Regions from separate parts of the Mus musculus genome. Here region 1 is linked to region 2. The links are chromatin contacts, called in public HiChIP or PLAC-seq maps. All regions are on one chromosome and are shown on one strand. The core of a region is the stretch at or near the end of the contact, and the rest is flanking DNA. Distances in the headings are between cores, read along the strand shown.

Evidence for each region. HiChIP or PLAC-seq counts read pairs in DNA pulled down with a chosen protein or histone mark.
Region 1: a contact with region 2 is called in a FOXA1 HiChIP or PLAC-seq map of pancreatic cancer cells. The contact joins two enhancer-like sites. A contact is called at or near these places in 2 of 484 Hi-C or Micro-C datasets (the 3T3-L1 cell line and adipose-derived mesenchymal stem cells) and 1 of 115 datasets of contacts at active chromatin or transcription factors (pancreatic cancer cells).

What each region holds. Positions count from the first base shown.
Region 1 is chr15:64,473,720-64,478,832 of GRCm38.p6, reverse strand. No RefSeq gene overlaps it. Among named protein-coding and RNA genes, the nearest start is that of Gm46509, 27 kb to the left of the region's middle. Within about 2 kb of position 1,477, at least 41 of the 459 cell types and tissues checked have an H3K27ac peak or open chromatin away from gene starts, as enhancers often do. A contact at or near this core is called in adipose-derived mesenchymal stem cells and pancreatic cancer cells, where this site is marked.
Region 2 is chr15:64,219,446-64,224,849 of GRCm38.p6, reverse strand. All of the region lies in intron 3 of Asap1 (ArfGAP with SH3 domain, ankyrin repeat and PH domain1), which reads left to right. Among named protein-coding and RNA genes, the nearest start is that of 1700010G06Rik, 92 kb to the left of the region's middle. Within about 2 kb of position 1,264, at least 85 of the 459 cell types and tissues checked have an H3K27ac peak or open chromatin away from gene starts, as enhancers often do. A contact at or near this core is called in adipose-derived mesenchymal stem cells and pancreatic cancer cells, where this site is marked.

The DNA of each region.
Region 1 (5,113 bases), core at 228-2,727, 250 kb before region 2:
TTCTTTAGGGGACAACACATGCTTTCTCTCCCATCTGGACCTGCACCTGAACTCTCCTCTTTGCTGAGCATGTTCTGGTATCACACCTGTCTGTCCTTTCCCAGCCAATCTTAGGCTTTACTTTAGTCATTTGCATCTGAGGTTGTGTTCAGTGTTTGTGTGTGCTTCCTTTGCCTTGCTGATTGTTCTATACTCTTCTATGTTTGTTCATCTCCCCATTAGGCTGAAAACTTTGGCAAAGACGTGAAACCTGTTTGCTTTGTTCAGTGTACTATCGAATAAGACCTAACACCAAAGATGCTCATTGGATATGGGACCTGATGGTGGCTAGTTGTAGTCAGGCAGTGTCATTTTCTGAATTGTGGATGGCATAGTTTAACTAGGAATTCAATATTATTAAAAGATGCAGATTTCTTTGTGTGTGCACACTTGTGTGCACATTCTCACAGTAGGCAGAGGAGGATGTTAAGTATCTTTCCCTATCATTCTTTGCCTTGTTTCTATGAGTTAGGGTCTCCCCCCGAATATGCAGCTAGGCTAGTGTCTACAAGCCCTGGATCCTACCTTCTCTATCTCCACAGTTCTGGGGTTATAGATGTAGGTATAGCCATACTGGCTTAGTCATGTGGGTGATGCTTAGAACAAGTAACCAGGAGCCCCAGATGGGTTGAGGTAGAGAAAAAAAAAGCAGAAATAAGAAAGAGGATTTTAAAAATGTGATAAAGAGATTCCCATAAAAATAGGAAAGAAGGGAAGAAAAGGAAATGGAAGAAAACAGTACTTAGAACAGGATTTGATAAGTTTTAAGGACCTAACCATGAGCAGCAAGAAGGGCTAAGCTAATCTTCAAAAACTGATCTCAGAGTCACCAGAACTGCTTTAGGTTCTATATTGTGTTTTGAAGTGTTTGGGATGATTTTGGTTTGTCTGTTGTTGATATGTTTGTTGTTGTTGATGATGTCATTGTCATTTTTATTGTGACGGGGCCTTAAACTGCTATGCAGCTGAAGACGGCCTTGAACTTCTGACCCTCCTGCCTCTACCTCCTGAGTGCTGAAATCAGAGCACAGTCCCATCACACCTGGGTCACACTGTGCTGAGAACCAAACTCAGGATGTCTTCACGCTAAGCAAGCACTCTACCAACCAACCAAGCTACATTCCCAGACTGTTTTCTGTTTCTGAAACATCTTTGTTGAAGCATAGCCCACATGCAATGCGAGCAACCTTTTGACTACGTACAACTTAATGTACTTTGTTATCATTATGATTATCTTCACAGAATTGTACAGTCAGGCCTATCAATTTAAGAACATTTTTTTTCATTGCCTCAAAAGGAAACCCAGTATCTTCTAGCTGTCATCTTCCACACCCATCCTTTCCAACTGCAAGAAACCACTAATCTACTTTCTGTCTCCATGGGTGACTCGCCCATTCTGAGCATTTTATACAAATGGAGTCATACAGAATGTGGTCTCTCGTGACTCACATATTTGTTTTAGTATAATGTCTCCAAGTTTCATTCACGTTGTAACATCTGACAGTATGCCATTCCTTTCGATTTCTAAATATGACTCACCTGTACAGTTCCACATTTAATTCATTAAGCAGGAGGTAGGCACCAACATCTCTCATGGGAGTTACGGCCCACCCTTGTCCTATTGATACTCTTGGAGCCCATCATACACTATGGCTGTACCACCTGCAGAACTTCTCCTTGCTTGTGTTGTTAATCCAAACACACCACCTAGTGAGGAAGGGTCTTTGTAATTCATGTCCACTACATATCCAAGTCCCATCTTACTCTACTTCCAGTAGTTCCTCAAACAGACTCTATTCTCACGTGCCTTCATAATAATTCCCCCAGGGAGCACCATGAGACCAGATTCATCTTGGTCAGTTTTTCTTCTTAGTGTGTTCCAAGCACCTACAAGAATGTCTAGAACAAAATAGTTGCTCACACTTTGGTCTTCATTCTTGGACACTGTGCCCCTTCTTAGAATTGGGAACAAAACACCCATGGAAGGAGATACAGAGACAAAGTTTGGAGCTGTGATAAAAGGATGGACCATCTAGAGACTGCCATATCTAGGGATCCACCCCATAGTCAGCTTCCAAACGCTGACACCATTGCATACACTAGCAAGATTTTGCTGAAAGGACCCAGATATAGCTGTCTCTTGAGAGACTATGCCGGGGCCTAGCAAACACAGAAGTGGATGCTCACAGTCAGCTATTGGATGGATCACAGGGCTCCCAATGGAGGAGCTAGAGAAAGTACCCAAGGAGCTAAAGGGACCTGCAACCCTATAGATGGAACAACATTATGAACTAACCAGTACCCGGAGCTCTTGACTCTAGCTACATATGTATCAAAAGATGGCCTAGTCAGCCATCACTGGGAAGAGAGGCCCATTGGACACACAAACTTTATATGCCCCAGTACAGGGGAACGCCAGGGCCAAAAAAAAAAATGAGAATGGGTGGGTAGGGAAGTGGGGGGGTATGGGGGACTTTTGGGATAGCATTGGAAATGTAATTGAGAAAATTGCATAATAAATAAATAAATAAAATAGTTGCTCAATAAATAACCAAGCCTGTAACTGTTTTTGTTTGCATGTGTAGATAGTTTCAAAGGTTAGGTTTCTAGAGTGATTCTCTCTCCACCATTAAGACATTTAGGAAACTCCCTCACCTTGAGTGTGGCCCGGACTAATGACTTGCTTATTTAGTTTTGGCTAATATTAACTGGAATGTCCTTGAAACTCATTATGAAGTCTATATAGATAACCCCAAACTCTTGATCCTCCTGCTTGTATTTCCTTAATTCTACAGTCCAATCATCACTGTACCTACTTGTCCAACCTCCACCTCTGTTGGGTTTCATTATGTAGTTCAGGTTCATACATACATACATAGATGATACATACAAAGATGATTGATAGATAAATAGATAGTAGATACGTAGATACATACATAGATACATATATCCCACATTGACCTCAAACTTAGGGTCTTCTTGCCTCAGCCTGAGGGTTTGGATTATATGTATTGGCCACCATAGCCAGATTCTAATAACTCATCTCTAACTGACTAAATCTTAGCTACAGGATGTTACATTCAAGACATTATAAATCATCTCATTTTCTCTTGATTGCTCAAGCTAGGATAATCATGCTGCCATCTTGTGTAGAGACCTTTATGGTTCAGTGAAGAACTGAGACTCCAACGCCAGCAGCCAATGAGGAGTTAAGGGCCTCAGTCTCACAGCCTGTAAAAGGATGCAGCCTTCCCTCTGTCGCATTTATAAATGTACGAGTTGATCTCCCAGCCTCTGGTTGAGTCTTGAGATAAGACTGAGCCCTGGACATCAACCTGACTGCATTCTCATGAGTGATGTGGAGCCAGAAACATCTGCTAAGCCATGGAGATTCTTGACCCACAGAACCTGTAAGATGATACTTGCTTTAAGCTGGGCAGAAATAGATAACTAACATGGATTTGGGTATAGGAATGGGGTGCTTACCTGACAAAAGTCCAGAAGGTGGGATTGACCTTAGAACAAGGCAACAAACTTCAAGCAATGTCAAGAAGAGTTTAAATCACCTTTAGGGCTGATGAACCCAAGTGAGCAAAGTGATTGTCACACAAGCATGAGAGCCTGAGTTCGGATCACTGGCATCCATGTAAATAACTGGGCTTTGTAGTGCATGCCTGTCACCCCAGCACTGGGAGACAATCTAGGCAATCAGTGTTCCAGGTACAGGGAGAGACCTTGCCTCAAAAAATAAGATTGAGAGTGGAAAACATCCAACATTGACTTCTAATTTCCCCATGCATGCATATACACATACATGCATTAAACATGTCTACAAAGACACCTAAACAAATAAATAACTCCTTGAAGAGCACAGAACTTTAAGACTTTGGGCTTTAAGAATATAGGAAATCAAAGATGACCTTACTGGAAGCTGAGAGACAGAAAGGTTTAGTAGTGGCTCAGCAGAAATCTTGTCAACACTCTCTGCTGCAGTTACTTAGAAAGTACAGAGTAGAGCTAGCAAACTGCATTTCTCTCCTTAAGAATCTTCCTGGGCAACTTTTCTTCCTACTGCTTACAATCAAGTGTGAGAGGAGAGGGACAAACTGGGGAATGAGCCATAAAAGAGACAGAGCTAGGGCTTGATGATTCTAAAGCTCTCATTTCCCTAGATTGTAAACAAATTTCAAAGGTAGAAAAACATTATAAGCAAAGATCAAATCCAGGGCAATGCCTAGAAACCATGGTCTGTAAATAGAGCAGGGATGTGGGCAAGCCACAGCCACAACCCCACCTGGCAGCCTAGTAGACAGCAGGATCCCAAACTAGTGGCTCCCAGATTCCTGGCTGTATTAGTCAGGGTTCTCTAGAGTCCCAGAACTAATGGAATGTGCATATAAAGGGAATATATTAGAATGACCGATAGGCTGCAGTCCAACTAATCCAACAGTGGCCAGCTGTGAATGGAAAATCCAAAATTCTAGTAGTTGCTCAGTCCCAAGAGGCTGGGTGTTTCAGCTGCTCTTCTGTATAGGCTGGAATCCTGAAGAAGTAGTCTCCAGTGGATGGATGTGCTGGCAAAGAGAATACAAAGAGGCAAAAAACAAACTAACCCCTCCTTCTTCCAATGTCTTTATATAGGCATCCAGCAGAAGGTATGGCCCAGAACCAAGGTGTGCCTCAAGGTCTGGATTAAATGCATGTGTTGATCAAAAGCATGTGACGTCCCACCTCAAGATTTGAATCTTCCAGCCTCAAGGTCCAGATCAAAGGCATATTGTCTTCCTGCCTAAACATCTGAATCACAAGCATGTTCTCCGTTTCTGGATTGTACTTCATTCTGGTTATAGTCAAGTTGAAAACTGAGAAAAGCCATCACATTGACCCACAAGATTATGTGATTAGGAGGGCTGATTTCAATGTTCAGTGCTAAGTATGGAGAAATGCATTACACAGCAATGGCACACATATGCCAAGCTTCTAAACAGGCGGATGTCACAGGGAGAGAAGTGATTTAAACCAGAGGAAGCTAAAACCTGAGATAATATGAGCAAAAGTCAACCTTCATCTCGCT
Region 2 (5,404 bases), core at 15-2,514:
AAAGAGTGTCTGTGCTTTATCCCTCCCCTGCTCTCTCTGTGTGACATGCTGCCTGCTTACCATTTCTGATCTGAATCTGTAATGTTTCCAACTCTGATGTTTCAAGTCCCCTGTCTGGAGGTAGGCCGTTCATACACTTTCTTTGTTGGCCTTCATACCATGCCACGTTCCCATCATGGTTAAGAATTCTTTCCGCTTTCCAGTTATGCTGTTCCTTCTCATCAGTTCTCACAGGGTCTCTCATAACTGCCGCTGCCTTCAACACAGAGCAGCAGAGTGAGAAAAGCTCGCGTGGATCACATTTATCAGGACGTGACCTTAAGACAAGCCACTCAACACCTTTACACCTCAGATTCCTCCTCTGTGCAATAATTAAGAGTGCCTGCCTCCTTAGTGTTTCTCTGTGCCAAGCTCATAGGAAGCCCTCAAAATCAGTCATTGTAGTGAACCTCAAGGAGCTTACTAAAGAAGGTCAGCAGAACTAGCTAGGCTGTGTGCCTTGATCTTATTTTTTAATAATTCTTTGCCCTCATGGGTCAGTGTGCCTCACTTTATAGGGATGTGTAAGTTGTGCATGAGTTAAGGAAGGCCATTTCACTTAGCACGCCTGAGCTAGCAGAGGCTCAGATCAGCTCCCTCAGAAGGACAGCTGTTGGCTTTCCCACCTCCTGACCCACCTTCTTGTGGTCCCTTTCTTGTATTTATTTTTTCTTTGCTGTCTGACATGGACTTGTATCTGTTTCTTTTCTTTTCTTTTCTCTTCTTTTCTTTTCTTTGTTTCTTGCTCATAGTGGTGTTTCTTCCTCAGTAGTTGTTCAACACCAGTGGTGGCTTCTTGTGCATCACTTGTCCCACCCCTTCTTTCTAACTCCTGCAGTGGGACCTGATAGGCCAGCTTGTCCCGCTTCTGCAGCCAGATAGACATCTCTAGGTTGCTGGATCAGCCTGTCTCCCCTGGTGATTTTAGCAGTGCAGCTAGAGGAAAAAGTATAGCCCCTGGCTACCCTGGATCTCATCTTCAGCTTCAGAGTAATTGGAATCAAGCACTATACACAAGTAAATGATTTAGGAGCTATTCCTATTCACACATCTATCACTGGGGATAGGAGTCTTGTCCTTTGATTCCATGTTACGGAAAAGCAGAAATATTCGCAAGACAAGTGGGTAAGGGAAACTTGTTGTTTGTGGAGCTAGTTCTCCCTTGATACGAAGCAGATCTTTGTTTGGAATGTAGCAGTCTCTGGTGCGGTGAGTCAGGCCTTCCACTGGTTTGCATTTTTCATTAGTGTATCATTTAAGGAAATCCTGTGGTCAGGGCCTTGGAACAAGCCTGTGTTTATTCTTCTGCTAAAATAAAAAAAAAAAAAAAAAAGCAAAACACTTAATAATGTATCTGAAGATAAAGTTGTGTTTCTGGAGCTGTTTGCCTAAAATTTGGAAGGGGAACAGTTTTCAGTGCTTATTGTAAGTCTTTTCAGACTTTTTGATGTCCTTCATTCCAGTGTGGATCATAGAAAGTGGGACGTTCTTCTAGTTTAAATATTATAGATACTTGTAGAACTAGGGCTTCTGATTAACATCAGTGAGTTCCTTATTCAATAAAGGATTGATTTTTATCCTAAGTGTCTACTGAAAAGGACCACACCAACGTTTTGTTTAGTATATCTAACACCCCACATGTATTGTTTTATTTAGCAGCTCTAGAAAGAGTATAAAATACATTTTTCTTTACATGCTGAGTATTAAAAGAAAATCATGATGGTTTATAGTGCTTTGAAGTTACTCCTATTTGAATTTTTGAAAGAATACAGTTCATATGACCTTTTCTGGCTGCTAAGCATATTCATTTTACTCATCCTATAAGCATTTATTCTAGACATACAGTTATAAGAGTGTGTTAGTTACTAGGAATAGAGGTCAAGTGTCAGCAATTTCAGTTAAGATGAGATCCTGTGACTATACTCTTGGGCCCTTCAGGTCCCCCCTTATCGTTGACTTGGCGTCCTTCCATATGGGCAAACATCACCACATTAGGCTGGTTGGATTTAGGAACAGAAACTTGCTGTTAGCCCAGTCTGGCCTCACACTTACTGCACTCTTGCCTCAGGTTCTTTAAGAGCAGGAACTGCACATAAATTTCCCAGGGGCACTTGTACCTGGAGGGCTATCAGATTCCAACTTAACCACACCAAAGTCCATATGGCTCTCCCCACCCATGATCTCATCTCAACCTCTCTCACCGTTAGAGATCCCCCAGGCTCCTCCAAGCCTCCCACCATGTTCTTTCTCTAGTACTTTCCAAACTTGCCTCTGGAGCTTGTATCCTCCCAGAGGCCTGATTGGCCCATGTTTCCCAAGCACTTGGGGTTATCTCAGGATCTGCCTTCCCATTTACTGAGCTTCTGAGGAACCAAATGCCCTCATAGGCCATTGGAGCCTGGAGTCACCTTCATATCCTCCTCATAGAAACCCCCATGAGTAAGAGGCAGCTCTCTGTTTAGTCTCTGTACTAGACTGTCAAACTCTGGACTTGGGCAAGTTGTTTATATTCTCAGGGCTTGGAGTTTTGCTTTTGGTTAAATAAATATGAAAATTAGGCTATATCATCCACATGTAGGGTTCTTCTAGCTCTATAGTACTATAAAAATGAGGCTAACCTTTGGCTTTTGGAAATTGGAGTTTTTCCATTTCAACTGAATCCTGGTTAACACAGAGGATAATGAGCTTCATTGAGTACAAAGACCAGCTGGCCAAAGCTCCTTGTCTAGGAGCTGCATAGTCCGAGTAGAGTGGCTTGATGAGGTGGGGGTAGCACAGAACATACACCTGCTGGAAAATCCCCTCAGAGGGGATAAGTCAACACCACACACTGCTCTGCTTTCCTTCCTCTGCTGGATAAATTATGACTAAGAGCTTTATTTGGCTTATGCTTTAAGGTTACGGTGCATCATTCAGAGAATTCAGGGTAAGAAATCTTGACAGAACACCATTTGCAGGCTCAGGGTTGTTTGTTTGTTTGTTTGTTTTATTTTTTGAGCTTTTTGAGACAGGGTTTCTCTTGTGTAGCCCTGGCTGGCTGTCCTGGAACTCACTCTGTAGACCAGGCTAGCCTCGAACTCAGAAATCCGCCTGCCTCTGCCTCCCAAGTGCTGGGATTAAAAGTGTGCGCCACCACTGCCCGGCAGCTTATTTTCTTATACAGCCAGAGACTACCTGCCCAAGAGTGATGTCAGCCACAGTGGGCTGCCCAAGAATGGTGCTACTCATAGTATGAGTCAGTACTATCCCACAGACATGCCCACTGGTCAGTTGAAGCTTTCTTCTCAGATGACTCTAGGCAGGGTCAGGTTGGCGGTTAAAGCTAAGTAGCACATACATCTTATACTATAGGACCTTGTAATGTTGGAGAAATCTAGGAGACATTGGAAGCACCTGCTGAGCTGAGGGGAAAGAGACTTTTTTTCTAACTAGAAAATCTGTAAATGAACAATGTTTGTTTATTTTTTTCTTCCCCCATTTCATATGTGTATGAGTGTTTGTGCACCATGAGTGTAGTACAAGAAGGCCAGAAGGCAATGTTAAATCTCCTGGGGCTGGAATTGCAGCCATGTGCTGTAATATGGATTCTGGGATTCCAACCCAGGTTGTCTGAAAGGGCCAGTGCTTGTAACTTCTGCTGTCTTGCCGGCCCCTTTTCCTTGCTCTTTTGGGGGAATAAAGGGGAGATAGATAGATATTTTATCAATTATCTCTCCTTTTTTATTTTTTTAAAGAGAGAAGTTGTAAGGTATTTTAAAAGTAATCCTTATTGTAGTTAATGAATAAATGTGGTTAGTTTGAACGCCTTATTCTTTATCCTCAGGAGAACGTTCCAAAAAAGACAAATTATGGAATTCTTGCCCTATAAGTGAGAGGCATTGGACTAAGAGCTAATCCAGTATTAGACAATGCCTTCCTCAGGTGAAGACATATAAATACAAGCACTCTTCACCTCTGTGCATTCTATGAGGCATTCCGAAATGCACGCAGGTCACACGAGACTGTGGTGTAGTCAGTAGTGAGCAGGAGGACTGACGAGACAATGAGCATCGATCGGGTGGGATGTATACGACAGAACCGCATGTCTGGTTATGTGAATCTGCACGGTGTTTTAGAGCAGTCATAAGCAGCCATGAAGAAAGAACATGACTACCTAGAGCTCTGCTGCTGTTCTGCCCGACTGCCCTTGCTATGAGAAATCACAGGGGTTAGAGAGGCCCTGCACCCAAGGCAGAGGCCATGCTGTTCCAAAGACAAGAGCTGGCAAAGGTCTAAAGCGAGTTTTAAGTACCCAAGCATCCACTGCAGGATCTCCTTTCCAGAGGAGACTTTAAAGAGAACTGGAAAGGGGAACAGGTTTTAATGGGAGTGGAAAAGAAGAAATTGTTTGAAGCTTGTGGGGAGCAAGTGAAGGCTTGGGGAAAATCCCAAGGGAAATTCTCTGATCTTAAGCAAGCCCAAGGCCTGGAGGAAAACTCCAGCCTGTTTCAGTGAGTGAGTCACAGGTCAGGATCCCGAGTTACACAGACCGCTGTTTCTTTAGCCAGTTCAAGTTGTGAGTTTTGTAAATGATACTCTGGGGAGATTTTTATTTCTTCTTCGGAATTTCCTTTCCTATATTCAGTCTTCAAAGAATGAATGTGGGGGTATGGTGGGGGTGCTTTCTAGAAATTTGGGAATTGAAAAGAGCACAAAGGAGAAAGGCCTCCTTGGTGATTACCCCAAAATGGGTGCTGGGAGGAAATAAAGTAAAAGTATCAGAATTGAGACAGAAGCATTTCTGGATGTTAAGAGGAGACAAACCAGTGTCTATCACTGTCATACACAAATCTATCAGAAGAGCCAGAAACTATTGTACTCAGACTAGAAAAGAATGTGAGAAAGGCAGTCATGTATGCACACACAGTCTAAGAACTAACAAGTGCGGTTTATTGATCATCTGCTATGTACACCTTCACACTGCTAAAAAGTGGGAGTGAGACCCTGAGCTCACCAAGTATGGATTATATGCCTATAATCTGAACAATTTGCAGGTGGAGGCACAAAGAAGATTCAGGAGCCATAGCCCATTCTCAGCTCCACAAGAAGCTGTTTGGACATGTGGGACCCTCAACTAAAAGGGGAAAAAGAGGGTCCCCAAGGGATTAGAACACATGCCTGATGCTCAGAGTCCAAACCCCATCCAGACTATGCAATCCACCATACTGATGAGAAATGGTTGTTTAGTTTTGATGAGGCAAGGTCTCATTGTGTAGCCAAACTGGCATAGAAATCATCATTTAGTCCAGGCTGACTCTTTACTAATGATCCTCCTGCTTTAGTCTCCAAGCACTAAGATTGTAGTTGCGCATTACAAGCTCTGCCA